Regions from separate parts of the Triticum aestivum genome. Here region 1 is linked to region 2. Evidence: chromatin contacts called from public Hi-C data. All regions are on one chromosome and are shown on one strand. The core of a region is the stretch at or near the end of the contact, and the rest is flanking DNA. Distances in the headings are between cores, read along the strand shown.

Region 1 (6,990 bases), core at 2,671-5,170, 120 kb after region 2:
TCCAGATCACCGGCCACGCCGGGCCGCCGCCATCCCCCGCGCCGTCCGGGTCAGAGACGGAGCCGCCGACCGCGCACAGGGACCAGCCGCCAGCGCCCGCCATCGCTTGCCGAGGGCCGCCGCCGCGTGCCCCGAGCGGACTCCCACGCACACCAGGGGAAACTGCCGTCACCCCCAAACCCGCACCGGCGTGCCCCGCCTCCAACACGCCGCCAACCACCGCAACGCTCTGCCAGGAGTAGTATTACTGATCACTATCAGCTGTTGTTTGACTTTCTTTTCTTTTTATGAAACACGCTTCTGTCTGTTTGACCGACTAGAACTACTGTTTTCCATTCTTCTGAAGCTTCTGACTAGAACTACTACTGCCTTACCGTGATGCCACTCTGGACGTCTGTCCGTTCCTTTTTTTTTCCTTGGATGGTGAATCAGTATGCGTAGACACCATAAGCAACATTATTGTTCTTCTTAAGGCATGTTCGGTCCTCCTCCGCTCCACACTCTCGCTCCGGGAGTTGGCGGAGCGCAAGTCAAAAATTCCGGATCGGGGAAATAGGTGCTCTGCAGATTCTCAAATTTGACAGAGCCGGTGGATCACCGAACAACTCCTTATTAGTAAGTTTTAAAGTCTGAAAGAGTGTTCTTCTTTCCTAATAATAATATCGAAAGCGACGCAGAATGTTCAGAATTTTGTCAACGTTTATATATATACTAGTAAATATTAAGTTGGCTGGCTAAGCTAGAGCTCCTCCCATGCATTTGAGTTGTTGGCCGTTGGCTCTTCCCTGGCCGACACGTGTCCCCGGTTTTCTCTATGGGCTCACTTTCTTTTTTTTACACGGTTCACTTCCGTTTTTGTAGTGTGTGTTTAGACTATCTCATGGACCCCGGAAACTGTATGGGTCCCACTTCACCGCTTTATGCTATCGCCTTGATCTGGTGCAGCTGCGTCTCCTTCTCTTTTTCCTCCTCCTTGTTCAGATCCACCCCTCCCTACACATTTGATCGTGTGGCCGTCGAGAGATGCCCGGCCTCTCCCCATGGCAGCAGAGTACTGCATGCCCCCGACCTCGCCCACTCCACTGTGCCTCCCCTGGCTGGCTATGGGAGCCAGTGGCCGCCTGCGTGGATTTCTTGGGATGAGTTGTGCAGCATCATGGCCCCCTTGCACCCGCCCTCCACGCTCTCTCTGCTAATTTCGGGAGGACACTTGTCTATCTAGGAGTGATGTCTCTAGCTTTACAATGTCCAACCCTTTACTATATTGTACAACGTAAAGACGCATTTGTGAGTACTGGGTTCGGTTTCTCTAAGTATTCAATTCAGGCGGGCACTAGTTGGGGAACGTTGGGATAGAAGGCTGGATTTAGTGTGTAGGTTGTTGGAGGTCAATCTGTTTAATAAGCCACAAATATATTCCGATGAAAACTTTCAGTTTCAGGCGTGTTCTTAGTTAAATCTATATATGTGTACTTCATTAATAATGGACGAATCCCTAGTCTATTCATATATGGAAAATTAAGGTGCTTTCAAAAAAAATGTGGTTTGCGCATAAGGGAGTGATTCTGCCCAAGGGTGGAGTGGCAATATTTGCATAGTTCAGCAATTTGATCATGAAATATGTGACCAGACAATTCACATTCAACTTCAACATGACTTGGTTGAGCATCGTGGACTCACATAGGAAACCAATAGTTCTATCTTCTCATTTTCTTCCAATTTATTTGCTACAATTTTAATTCCATTTGGTTGTAAACCATGTGATTTTTATTTATTTAGATGTAAACTATATGACCTATTTCGATGTAGACTATGTGACTTATTAATTTATTCCAATCAAGATTGCATGGCCAAAATAATGTTGGAGTGATGGATACGGGGCGGACGCCTTGCCACCTAAACGGATAAACGACGGACATATTTTGCGTTTGTTTCAGTCAGTCTGTTGGAGTTGCCCTAACGACCGCTCGCTTTTTTCTCACCGAGATCACATGTTTAGCCTATTATAAATCTCAAAGGGTGGTCCCTTGAAATAGTATCTCTCCTTTTTCTTGGGTGGCAGCCATGTGATTCTCGTTTTCTCCACAAAAGAGAGCATGAAAAAAGGGAGAGCTTTGCGGAGCATGTGTGTGTTTGTGCCTTTTGCGTGTGCACAATTTGTTTATACTAGGTTGTACTACATGCCTGCATGTGATGGTGATATTGCATTAAATCCTTCAAAAGTATACATGTAATACTGGGTGAGTAGTAAAATTTGTTTTTTGGTGTTATTTATTGGTCTCACGTGCCGTGCATTGTTGAATGACAAGTTTGTTGCTCAATTCGAGCCTTCACATTCACATCAATTTCTCTTATTATTGACGACCTTACCTAACTCTTAACCAATGGTTGGCTGGGTTCGTTTGTTTTTGTTGACCTAGTATATGTATGTACGGTGGGTGCTACCCACTTTCCTATATATTGTTTCTTCGCGTAAGTTAGTAATTTGATGAGGAACAACCCCATCCAGTTGGATTAGTCTTCTCATTTTATCACGTCCCCAGAATTTTCCTGGGCTCTAATTCTAACGGCACACTCCCTGACCGGCGTGCGCCTGCAAGTTGTGACCGTTGATCCGTCTTGTTGTTCATGGTTTTAAACTTGAACTAATATATACCGTTGCCATTCGGCGTGACTTCGCCGTAGCAGCGCGCAAATTCAACCAAAATAATGTCATTTTCAATTTCAACTTGTGTGACTAGTGGGTTGGTCTCACTCCACAAGTTGCTGTATTTTGCCGAGGAAATATGGAACAGCTAGCCTGTTGTGCTATTGTATGCGCTTGAACTTGCCCGCTCAATGGTCCAACGGACGTCATGGAGCCTCTACGCGTGTGCATCAATGTGACTCCGTAAGCAAGGAATGACAAATAACGCACAATACCGATGGTATATACAACTGTATTTCAAACAGAAAGAGCAAGACAATTAAGTAGAGATGTACACGAACGATGACTTGGTACTCACACGGTGTTAGTCGTCAGCGACGTGCAAACCACATTTTTGTCTCCAAACTACGTGTGTATACGCCAGTCTAGCTAGTCTAGTTTCACATTTTTGCATTCTGGCATGGATAAGGTGGAGAGGTGTGACATATGTATACGCCAGTATAGTGGACAGTAGATATGTATTCCCTCCGTTCGGAATTACTTGTCGTAGAAATGGATGTATCTAGACATTTTTCAGTTCTAGATACATCCATTTATGCGACAAGTAATTCGGAACGGAAGAAGTATGACAGGGACGTGTATACATATAGAAATACTTAGCGCAGAAGGAACCAAGGGCAAGGGGTGTAACTTACCGGTTCCGTATGCCATGCCATTGCAGCAGCCGGGGAGATGAGATGACCGACGAGAGACTACGCTTTTTCATCGTCATCCGCACCGTTCGTCCACCATGATTAGCCAGGTTGGCGCAGCCGTCGCGTATATCTATTGTTGCTCCGTCACTTTTTTGGCTGACGTCGAACCTTATGTTACGTGCTCAACGCAGCTAATAAGACATCTAGTTGGCATCTTCCGGCGCCTTATTTCTTTAATCAGAGAGGCTCAAGGCTAATGCTCCCTTCTAGGAAGCTTAGGGCAGTGGTTACCTTGAGAAGCACGAAGAACAAACGGTAACAACGCTGAAGCCGGCCGCCAAAAAGAGAAGAAAAAACCGAAAAGGAAATCAGAATGCCTTTTCCTACGAAGAGATCAGCGGAGATGTACACGCTTGGAGAAAAGGATTTTGTCATTGGCCCCTACTAGAAGGACGAGGTTGGCAACGAAGGCAAGCCACCGTGAGGTTGCCGCGCGAACGAATAGCATTGGCACGTCGTCTGGGCTCCGGACTGTGTGCGCCGTGCGCCCTACTCCGGCACAAACTCATTTGAACTCGAGGAGTGCTACACATACGACAACTTTTTATCCGATGTTGTACGACATTAGTCAGTCACCCTTGGATCAAGCCATTTCTTTAGGAACAGACGTAGGATCACCATGCCGTATGCAAATACGATGCAGTTAGTCGTACGCAAAGCAATTTCGAACTCATTTTCCCCTGCATTGCCTACGAAGTCACTGCGTGCGTATGTATCGCCGTTGACGCAAGGAAGACACGCGCCGCGGCGCACACTGCTATAATTTGAAACCGGACGACCGCGGGTTTGCTGCAGATTGACGTCCTGGCTCTGCAGGGAGTGTTACCGACCTATCAGCTGCTATTTGACCTTTTCTTTTCGAAAACACGCTTCTGTCTCTGTCTGTCTGACCAGACTTGCTGTTTTCCATTCTTCAGGAGCTTCTGACGAGCGGGTTGCCTTCACATGAATCCCGTCGCATGTTTGCGCGTTTTTCTCTGTCCGAAAAATGATCCAAATCCTTGTTTTACGAAAAAGATTATAAAGGTTCATCGAGAGTACAAAGCATTTTAAACATAATAAAAACTACATTAAAATTCCGAGACCACTGGACTCGTCGCTGTCGCCGCTCCCCTACCGGAGCCGGCTTGACATTTCTTCTTAAAAAAGTGCCTTTTGATGCAAGAATCGCCTTTCCTTGATATCAAACATAATGCATAAGAGGATCCATAAAGAACCATAGGGTTTCCCTAGAAAAACCAAGGTGCATTATCCCAAAATGTTCTATCTTCCTAGAAAAGTGGATTCCTTCCAGAAAAGTTCCAGAAGATGCTAATGATAAACAATTCGCCCGTCCGAAAAAGCTCGTCCCTCAAATGGATGTATCTAGCATAAAGTTAGTGCTAAATACATCCATTTGAGAGACAAGCTTGTGACAAGTTTTTTCCGACGGAGGGAGTATCGTTTAGCAAAATGAAATGCAACATATGCATCCATCTTTTGGCTCGAGAATTTCATGAGATAGAGATATGGTATAAGAAATGGACTATTAGTCTGAAGACAAACTCAAAGAAGAAATGTCGCAATTCGCCTTAGCGCCGCAACTACGAGGACTAAAAAAACCTAACCTAAATTACTAACTGGAATGGAGACACCGGGATTCTCCTCCCCGCCACCAGACGCCGGAGTCGTGGATAGATGGGAGGTGAATCCACAGACTCATCGGTGGAGTTTGGATGGAAAAATTTACCCTAGCCGCCTAGGGTTAGGGGGGGGGGGGGGCGCAAAGCTCCCGAAGCATAGTATACGTTATATCTGGGACATGTACCATCGAACGACCACCACCAACAGAATGAGCCGCCGACGCATCGTTGTCGCCGCCATCTTATCAGAGTCGGCTTGACCTTACCGATGGCAGTTGAGAAGTCCTCGTACATGTGCCCGTAAGGATCAACACTCCAGAGTCACAGTCGTCGCCATTGAACCTTGAATCGACATGAAGCACATGACACCAAATATTGTCGCATGTCGAGAAACTCTAACCTCGCCACACCAAGCAGACGACATGAATAATCTGAATATTCTTGGATTAATCTGTATGTGTCGACACTATCGGCAATATTTTTCTTCCTCTTATTACATCTTAGAGTTTGCAAGAGTATTCGTCTTTTATAATAATATCGTAAGAGACACAGAATGTTGTAAATTTGTCAACGGTGTTTTCTCAAGGCAGCTGCTTTTTACTAGATGACTAAGAGAGCCTTGTTCAGCATGTAGCGCACCTAAGTGCATCTTCAACACCGACCCATATATATTACAAAAAAAGTCTACAATTTTTTTTGGAAAATATTGTATAAGTATTTGAAAATATTGAACAAGTATTTGAAAATGTAATCAAGCATTCAAAAAAAGTTGAACAAGTATTTGAAAAACGCTGAACAAGTATTTGAAAAACATTAAACAAGTATTTGAAAAACGCTGAACAAGTATTTGCACTTTTTTAATGTTGCATTCAGAGAAATGTTGAACAAGTATTTGAAAAATGTTGATCAAGCATTCAAAAAAAATGTTGAACAAGCATTCAAAAAATATTGAACAAGTATTTGAAAAATGTTAATCAAGCGTTCGAAAAATATTGAACATGTATTTGAAAGTTTTTAACAAGGATTTTAAAAAATATTAATCAAGCATTCGAAAAATGTTGAACAAGTATTTAAAAAATGTTGCACAAGTATTTTAAAAAACGTGGACCATGTATATAAAAAAAGTTAAATAAGTGTTTGAAAAATGTTGAACAAGTATTTGGAAACAGGTTGATCATGTATATAAGAATGTAGAATGAAAAACAAAAAGAAACAAAGAAAAAGCAAGAAAATAAAAACCGAAAAAGAATAAGAAAAAATGAAGAAGAAAAAAGAAACCAAAACAAAAGAAAGAAAAAATGAAATAGAAAAAGAAAACGAAAAAAACATTGGAAAACAAGAAAGAAAAAAATCAAAGAAAAAAAAGGAAAAATGTGTAAAAGCCGACTCATTCCATTCTAATAGCTCATGCCTTACTAATTGTATATGAACTCGAGCTCAGTGCAGTGCTTAGCGATGCCGCCGGGCAACGAGGAGATGGCAGGATTGATCTGCCCGGCCTCATACTGTAGTGCTCGGCGCGAGACTTAATCTATAGCATTGCTTAATGCGATAAATAACTGTCGCGTATACTTCGTTTGTAGTGAGGTGACGTGGGAGTATGCTGGCTCTTTAACACAAGTGTTTTTATTACTTTATTTATATTTCTAAAATGTCAAAACATTTTCCTTGATTTTATAAAAAATGTATTTAACTTTTATATAATGTAGAGAAAATGTTTGCGTTGTACAAAAATTGCTGATAGCACTAAAACAAATGTATGCGACATTTTTTAATTTGGTCAGGTGTTTCAAGAAAAAAATTGTGAGATTTTTTAAAAAGCACGCATTTGAAATAATATTAGAGACATGTAAAAAAATTATCCACTGTAAAAAGGTTCAAATATTTCAAAAATGCTTTGAACCATTTAAAAAAATGTACGTGAGGCTTTTAGAAAATGTTCATGCATTTTAAATATATGTTAATG
Region 2 (6,636 bases), core at 2,303-4,802:
AAGACGGTGCGGCAGGGGCCGCAGTATGTGCTGTTTCATAGGGAGGATACGCTGATGAAGATGTACTAGGCTGAGGTTTACTAAAGCTTTTAGATCCATAGGAATAAGCATCGTGGCTTCCACCAGGGGGAGGCAGAGGAACCCTTTCTGGAGCCTTCATAGAACGACGACTGTTTGCCACAATGATAGAAGTCAGTGCATATTTCAGAATGAATAAAAAAAATAACGAATCAAGCACTTGAAAGGGGTGGGGGAGCATATACCCTAATATTCCTAATTCAACAGTTGCTTTGTACTGTTGTGGTATCTCCATCAAGGCTGAAAGTGCAAACGCTGCCTCTTTTCTTGATTGTGGCATGTTTTTAGACATTATCTCCGAGAAGTTGACAAACTGGGCAAGTAACAGATTCTCAGTGTTACAATGGCGTCAGTCGGTCAAGGTTCAGAAAAGGAAAAACATATGACATCAATCATATCAGATCTTTTATCACTACGTTCCCCTGTGACTTACTTGAAAATTATCAAAAGCCCGGGCAGGAATATTGTCATCAAATTCCTTCATCATGTCCCATGGGCCATCACCAACTCCTACTAACACAATAGATAGCGGCAGTTCACTGCATACAAAAAAACTGAAGCGATGAGCAACATCCATGACATGGGAGGGCAATAAATTTAGTGCACACAATAAAGCAAGTAGTCACTGCAAAAATGAGGGTGAGGTGCACATCACTCTGAACATATCAAAACATTATAACGAAGGTAATATTGAGGACTAACCTGGCCCTCACAATGGCATCAACAGTCTTTTGCTCTTGGGAACTCAGCTGCCCAGATGCAGTATCTACACTCCTTGTGACCTAAGTAAAGTACACAAGTTAACAAGAGAACATAAAGAACATACCAGTTTCGAGGTTTATACAGCAGAGAGAACATGGAAAATATGACAACCGCAAATATCAACTATTTGATCAAGTGCGAAGAGGACAGTTTGACACTAGAGTACAGGGTACATATTTCAGATTAATAAAAGAAGGATACATATCCTGGGAGAATAATTACGATTTCGCAAACACATAAATATCGAGTTGAAGTTCTTCAAAAGTTATACAGCTTTTACCAGATATAGGAGTTTGATCTTCAAATAAAAGTTATATAGCTTTTTACCAGATATAGAAGTTTTCTTCTGTTATATGTTTATTATTATACATAACAGCACTCCAGATATGCATACAGACAAACAGTCATGCCTATGTTAACAGAACAAGAAAAAAAGCATCTTGCAGTTGGAATGCAACAATTCTGAATGAAGCATGTCTAGAATGCCCACTGCTCAGAAGTCAGAACTAGCAACTGTGCAATTACATGTCCCATCAGAAGAGGGGAAAGTGTTAACATAGTACCTGTCCGTCAGCAATTATCAGCAGAACATGGTACTGCCCACCACTTTGCTCCACGATGGTCATAGCCATCTCAATTATTGGTGCAAAAGATGTCGGTCCTGTTCAAAATCAACATTAATACTCAGAACTAACACACCAATCAAACCTACTTGAAAGACAATAGGGTGACTTAAGCTTACCAGCCAAGCGCAAATGTGGAACGAGCTCCCTGTATCGCTCAAGAGCTTCTGAGAATCCATTGCACGGTCTCTCATCAGGGTAAAAACAGAATACGTCTTGGTCATGTGTAGATGCTGAAAAAAGCAAATAAATGGGCATGGTTTAGATAAATCGTCACAGTGGTGAGAAATGATCAACTATTACATGATCTTTACCATCTCCAAATCCGAAGCAGGGAATCAAGTTATCTTCATCAAACTTAGACAATGTCTGTCCAAGAATCGAGATTCCTTGTTCATAAGGATTTGGCACATTGCTAATGTGATGTAAACTACGTCCATGGAAGGAGAATTTGCCTGATAAAGGGAACAAATCATTAGCATCAGGATCGGTGGAACCGATTATTGGGAATAAAGCAAACAGGTGGTTCACAAGCACTAACCTGTCCATTCATTGCTCTTTGTGAAATCAATACCCACGATGAGATTCGAAGACTCGAGTCCAGCTTGAGCTAGAGCATCAGTAACCTGCAAACACATTATCAATTCTTAACTATCCAAATTTTGAAAATCAATTGTTTGTTTATGTGCCTGAATCTTATACTATTGACACTGAAGCCAGTACACAGAAAGAACGCCAGAACCTAACAGAAGTTGGTGAACAAACTTCTGATTGGTAAGCTACTAGTTGCAGTAAGAAATGCAGTGGGCCATACTTGCGAAACCGATAGGAAAGTATGATGCACAGATTTAATCAGGAAAGTGAATCAGTCACTGTCAGGCAAACTGCACCACGCTGTGACAATATACAGGCATCTACTAGTCGATACATTTGGCGACTGAGCATCCCAGAACTTGAGGCGATAGATCATTGCCACTCATGGTCATTATCCTGTTTGAGAAGACCAAGCAACACACACCAACTAGTACAAGCAAACATAATTACCAAGTTGGCAACCACCCAATAAACATGTATAATTCTTGTGGTGAGCTGCGACCAACCAATTTTATTATCGTGTGCGGGAATCATTCATCAACAGTGATTGATGGTTGACCACGAGATTAACTTGTGATCTCGTTCCGATTCGGCGTGAACTCAATTCGGTTGACCAGCTAATGGAGCATATGCTGAACTCTCTAGAAATCTCGAATGGGCTGCAGATTGACCGACTACGAAGCACAAATCGGCGGCGCCACCAACTTCCCAGCAATCCGAAGATGCGAAACCAGGGACTCGGCTACCACGCACGAATTCACTATTCCGATCTACTCAAATCCAGACGAACACTCGCGAAATTGCAGCCGCTGCTTGAACTAATAATAATCCCAACAAACTCGAAATCACACACGGGTACATACCTGCTCCACGGACCGGAAGTCGTCGGCGATCCGCGAGTAGCGCCTGTCGAGGCGCGGCTTGTTGGCCGCTCCCGCCCGCGCCGGCGGCGGCTGCGCGGCGACGGGCGCGGGCTGGTACGCCGGGTACGGCGCGGCGTAGCCCCCCTGCTGCGGCGGCGCGCCGTAGTAGCCGCCCTGCGCGTCCTGGCCGGCGCCGTACGGGTACCCTCCTGCCCCCGGCGGCCCCCACTGCGGCGCCGCCGGCTGCTGGAAGGACGCCGAGTGCGCGTACCTCCCGTTCCCGCTCCCGTCCCCCCGCGACTCGCTCTTCGAATGCCCGCCCCCCATGCCTCTCTCCCGCTCTGTGTCTGTCCCTCCGCCCTCGCCTGAAGAGTAGTAGATGGGTATCTCCGCAGATCAGAACGCGGTGGCGGTGGAGGCGGTGGCTGCTGTAGCAACGGCGGCCGGGAAGACCAGATGGGGACGCGACCGCGGCGACGGCTTGGAGGTTTGTAGAGTCGCGAGGATGCTTCCTGTGTGCTTCGTTCGCCGCCTGCCTCGGCCGGGCCCCGGGGATGCGTCCTGTGCTGGGCTGCTGTTCGCTTGGCTGACGGTGGTTGGAGTTTTGATTTGGCTGGGTGTCTTTTTGGGGGGCGGAGGCCGGAGGATGCGTATATATCCATTTCAAAAAAAAAAAGAAGGAGTATATATCCAGCGGGTCGTGCGGTCCACATCTCCCACACGCCTAGCGGTCACGTGCAAGAAAACCCATCCCGGAGGAAACTGCTCGCCACCTGCCACTGCTCTTGCTCTTGCTACGTGGAATCTTCGCATCGTGATCCTCGAAAGCGAGCCAGCTTTCCGCTCGAATGTTATTTAGGGTAGCTTTCGAAAGATATATAGGCAGCTAGGCAAGTGATAAATGACATCCTTCCTTCTGCGTACAGTGGTCTGTTCACTCTACTGATTTAGGAGTATTTATTTTACAATTATATCAGATTTAAGATGTCTTTTGATTGTTTTTCCTTAAAAATAGTACAGTAATAAAGTGGAGAAAAAATATACTCTGCACGAAATTGTTTGTCGAAATGTCCTTTGTGTATTTGGATTTTGCAGATTAAACATCTGGTACCTCACTGGTTATGCGACCGGAGCACACACGGTTTAGTGTACTACTGAGTCGCACTTAATGGTTTGTAGGGTATGGCAATTTTAAGTTACCAAAGGAGGTTAAATATGCAAGGACACGAGAATAAATGTGTGGTTGTATGGTTAAGAGGGCAATGGTACCCCACAAAAGAAGAAGAGGGTAGTGGTACCTCGGCAGATAAGGAGCAGTGGTACCTCGGCAGACAAGGAGAGGGCAGTGTGCATGTGGTGACATCGTCAATCTCAAAACTTGTGTTGGCTCAGTCTCTTACATGCTCATAAGGGGCAAGGGTGTGATATGTGCATATAGAGGGATGAGTGTAATGTGTGTGCTTGTGTGCGTTTGCCGTCTATATTGTGTTTCTAAAACAAAATATGCGAGGGCACCATGATGACTAACCACCAACTGTACGTGGGCTAGGTTTTCTAGATGGAATCGTTGCTTTTTATTCGAAGACCTCGGATAAATCTGAGATCATAGCATTCCTAATACATCCTAGAAATTTATGAAGCCACGTTCTCAAAAGCTCATTACATCAACCTTCTCTTACTAATTTGCAGACCATCCATCCCATCGCACTTGAACCTGCTAAACGGAGACCTGCAGATTCTTCACCTCTTCTACAAATGGTTCAACCTTGACTTGAGCTTATTGACCATCCCTATGTAGTCCAATTCCAGTACTAGCTCATGGATACTCCCCCCCCCCCAACCTCGACCGACAGGTTCACCACTCGCTGGAAGCATGCAACTCTGCTAGCTCTGTTTCTGTGGTGGACAACAGAAAAAAGTACACTCTGGCGATGAATGAGCCATGATGATCCCGAAGAATTGCACCCCTAGCACCTATGGATCCATCCTTAGATAGCGCTCTGTCTGCATTTGCCATAATCCAACACGCATCTGGGGGAAGCCATCACATGGATTACTTTGTTGGTGTAATCACCTGCTCGAGATAGTGTTCGTCATGCCATTCCTTCACACAAAATGGCACTTTTTTAGCTGCGATGACCGCGTCACATATTTGCCCTCCATCCTTCAACCCCATTCTTGACCATCAATAGTTAGTAGAGTTTCAGCACCGATCATCCAAGGCACCAGCACACCATCTTCTACCACCACGTGTGTCACCGTCCTAGACTTGATGTCATTGGGGGCAATGCCTTACCTTACCCCTCCAATCAACACATTCATTGTCACCATCCCTTTCTCTTCCATCGCCCATCCGAGTGAATGTTGGATCACCACTGTTTCGCTACCTTCTTCTACGTCTACGGTGGTTCCTCCATACAAGATCCACCATCAGCTCCCCTGCCTTTTCTAATGCATGGGTTGTCTCCTCTCACTACTTATCGACCCATCCATAGCTCCACCCCACCGGCCGCCTATGACCGGCATAATTACAGCTTCATCTCGTTGCTCTGTCCTAACTAGCTAGCTACCACCACCATCAGCATGTCCATTGGTCGTACATCTCACTAAATACGGGGACATCCAGTTATTCCTCGGTAATTGCTAACACCCCATACATAACCCTAACCGCTCAAGCCTTTGCCCCTCAACCTATGGCGAGCTCATGTGTGCTAAATGAGAAGAAGAAATAAGAGAAATAATATTCATTTGGTAAGAAATTTGTGTTGCCACAGAATTTAAAAAAACAACCATATGACTATTGGCATAACCCCAAATTTTCATGCTCGAGTCTATGAGAAGAAAAGAAGGGAAGGGGGAGATTTTATGAGAGCATCTTGTGTTGTTTGTGCTTTTCTACGGACATGTTTGTTTTTATCAAGTTGTACTACATGCCTATATCTGATGTTGTTATTTATTTTTATTTTATTATGATACAAGTATGAATTGTTTCCAACATTTTGAACATAATATACACTTTTCCATTTTATAAATATTATAGCTATAGGTTTGATTAGCCTCCTAAGAGGATACTTGGATTGGGGCATCTTATGCATGCTCACCGATATTGAACTCAACGGGTGGCGGGAGCAAACACAATTTACTCCCCATATAAACTGGGTCTAGGATCCATGGATATTTTCCCACTATGATCCACACGTTTACTCGGTTTTCTCACCAAGAAACACAAATCACTACGATCCATTAGGGTGCAATGTTTTGGCTCTCAAGCACCAAATACCTGGTACGGGAAATATTTTTTAAACTTCCATATCATTGTAGAAAACCGTCAAAAACATCAGTCATGCATGTTATGATGTTCTTTACCATTGCACAAAAAAAAATCAAAATTAGAATGGCATGTTGTACAAAAAAAACCAAGCTATAGGGATTGTAAAAGCAAATTCAAATCTATAGAAACACAACCAAACTTCTCGCAACCATTTAAATTGTTTCATGGCAATTTATCAGTTCAACAAACATGTAGATTACATTTTTTCCGATAAAGGGAATATATTAATATCGACATGTAGATTACTTCAGGTGCAACCACACGGCCATCTCTCCTATATAGTCTTCTTATTAATGAGAAAATGAGCTTTTACATCACTAAACACAAAAGTATAATTTAAATCAATACTTAAGAAATTACAACCAAAATTCAAGAAACAACAATC

The links. A called contact is a pair of places that touch in the nucleus more often than the background predicts.
Region 1: a Hi-C map of leaf shows a contact between it and region 2, with 2.8 times the contacts expected there. The contact joins the enhancer-like site here to the promoter of LOC123071878 in region 2. A contact is called at or near these places in 5 of 5 Hi-C or Micro-C datasets (leaf, root and an unstated tissue) and 1 of 1 datasets of contacts at active chromatin or transcription factors (leaf).

The regions. Positions count from the first base shown.
Region 1 is chr3B:704,633,476-704,640,465 of IWGSC CS RefSeq v2.1, forward strand. No RefSeq gene overlaps it. Among protein-coding and RNA genes, the nearest start is that of LOC123071878, 120 kb to the left of the region's middle. Within about 2 kb of position 3,921, at least 3 of the 8 cell types and tissues checked have an H3K27ac peak or open chromatin away from gene starts, as enhancers often do. A contact at or near this core is called in leaf, where this site is marked.
Region 2 is chr3B:704,511,697-704,518,332 of IWGSC CS RefSeq v2.1, forward strand. LOC123071878 (E3 ubiquitin-protein ligase RGLG2) reads right to left here and starts at 3,553. Exons shown (of 11, transcript XM_044495447.1): 1 at 2,921-3,553; 2 at 2,005-2,089; 3 at 1,778-1,918; 4 at 1,583-1,696; 5 at 1,404-1,501; 6 at 781-860; 7 at 512-617; 8 at 264-391; 9 at 1-170. The coding sequence starts at 3,247.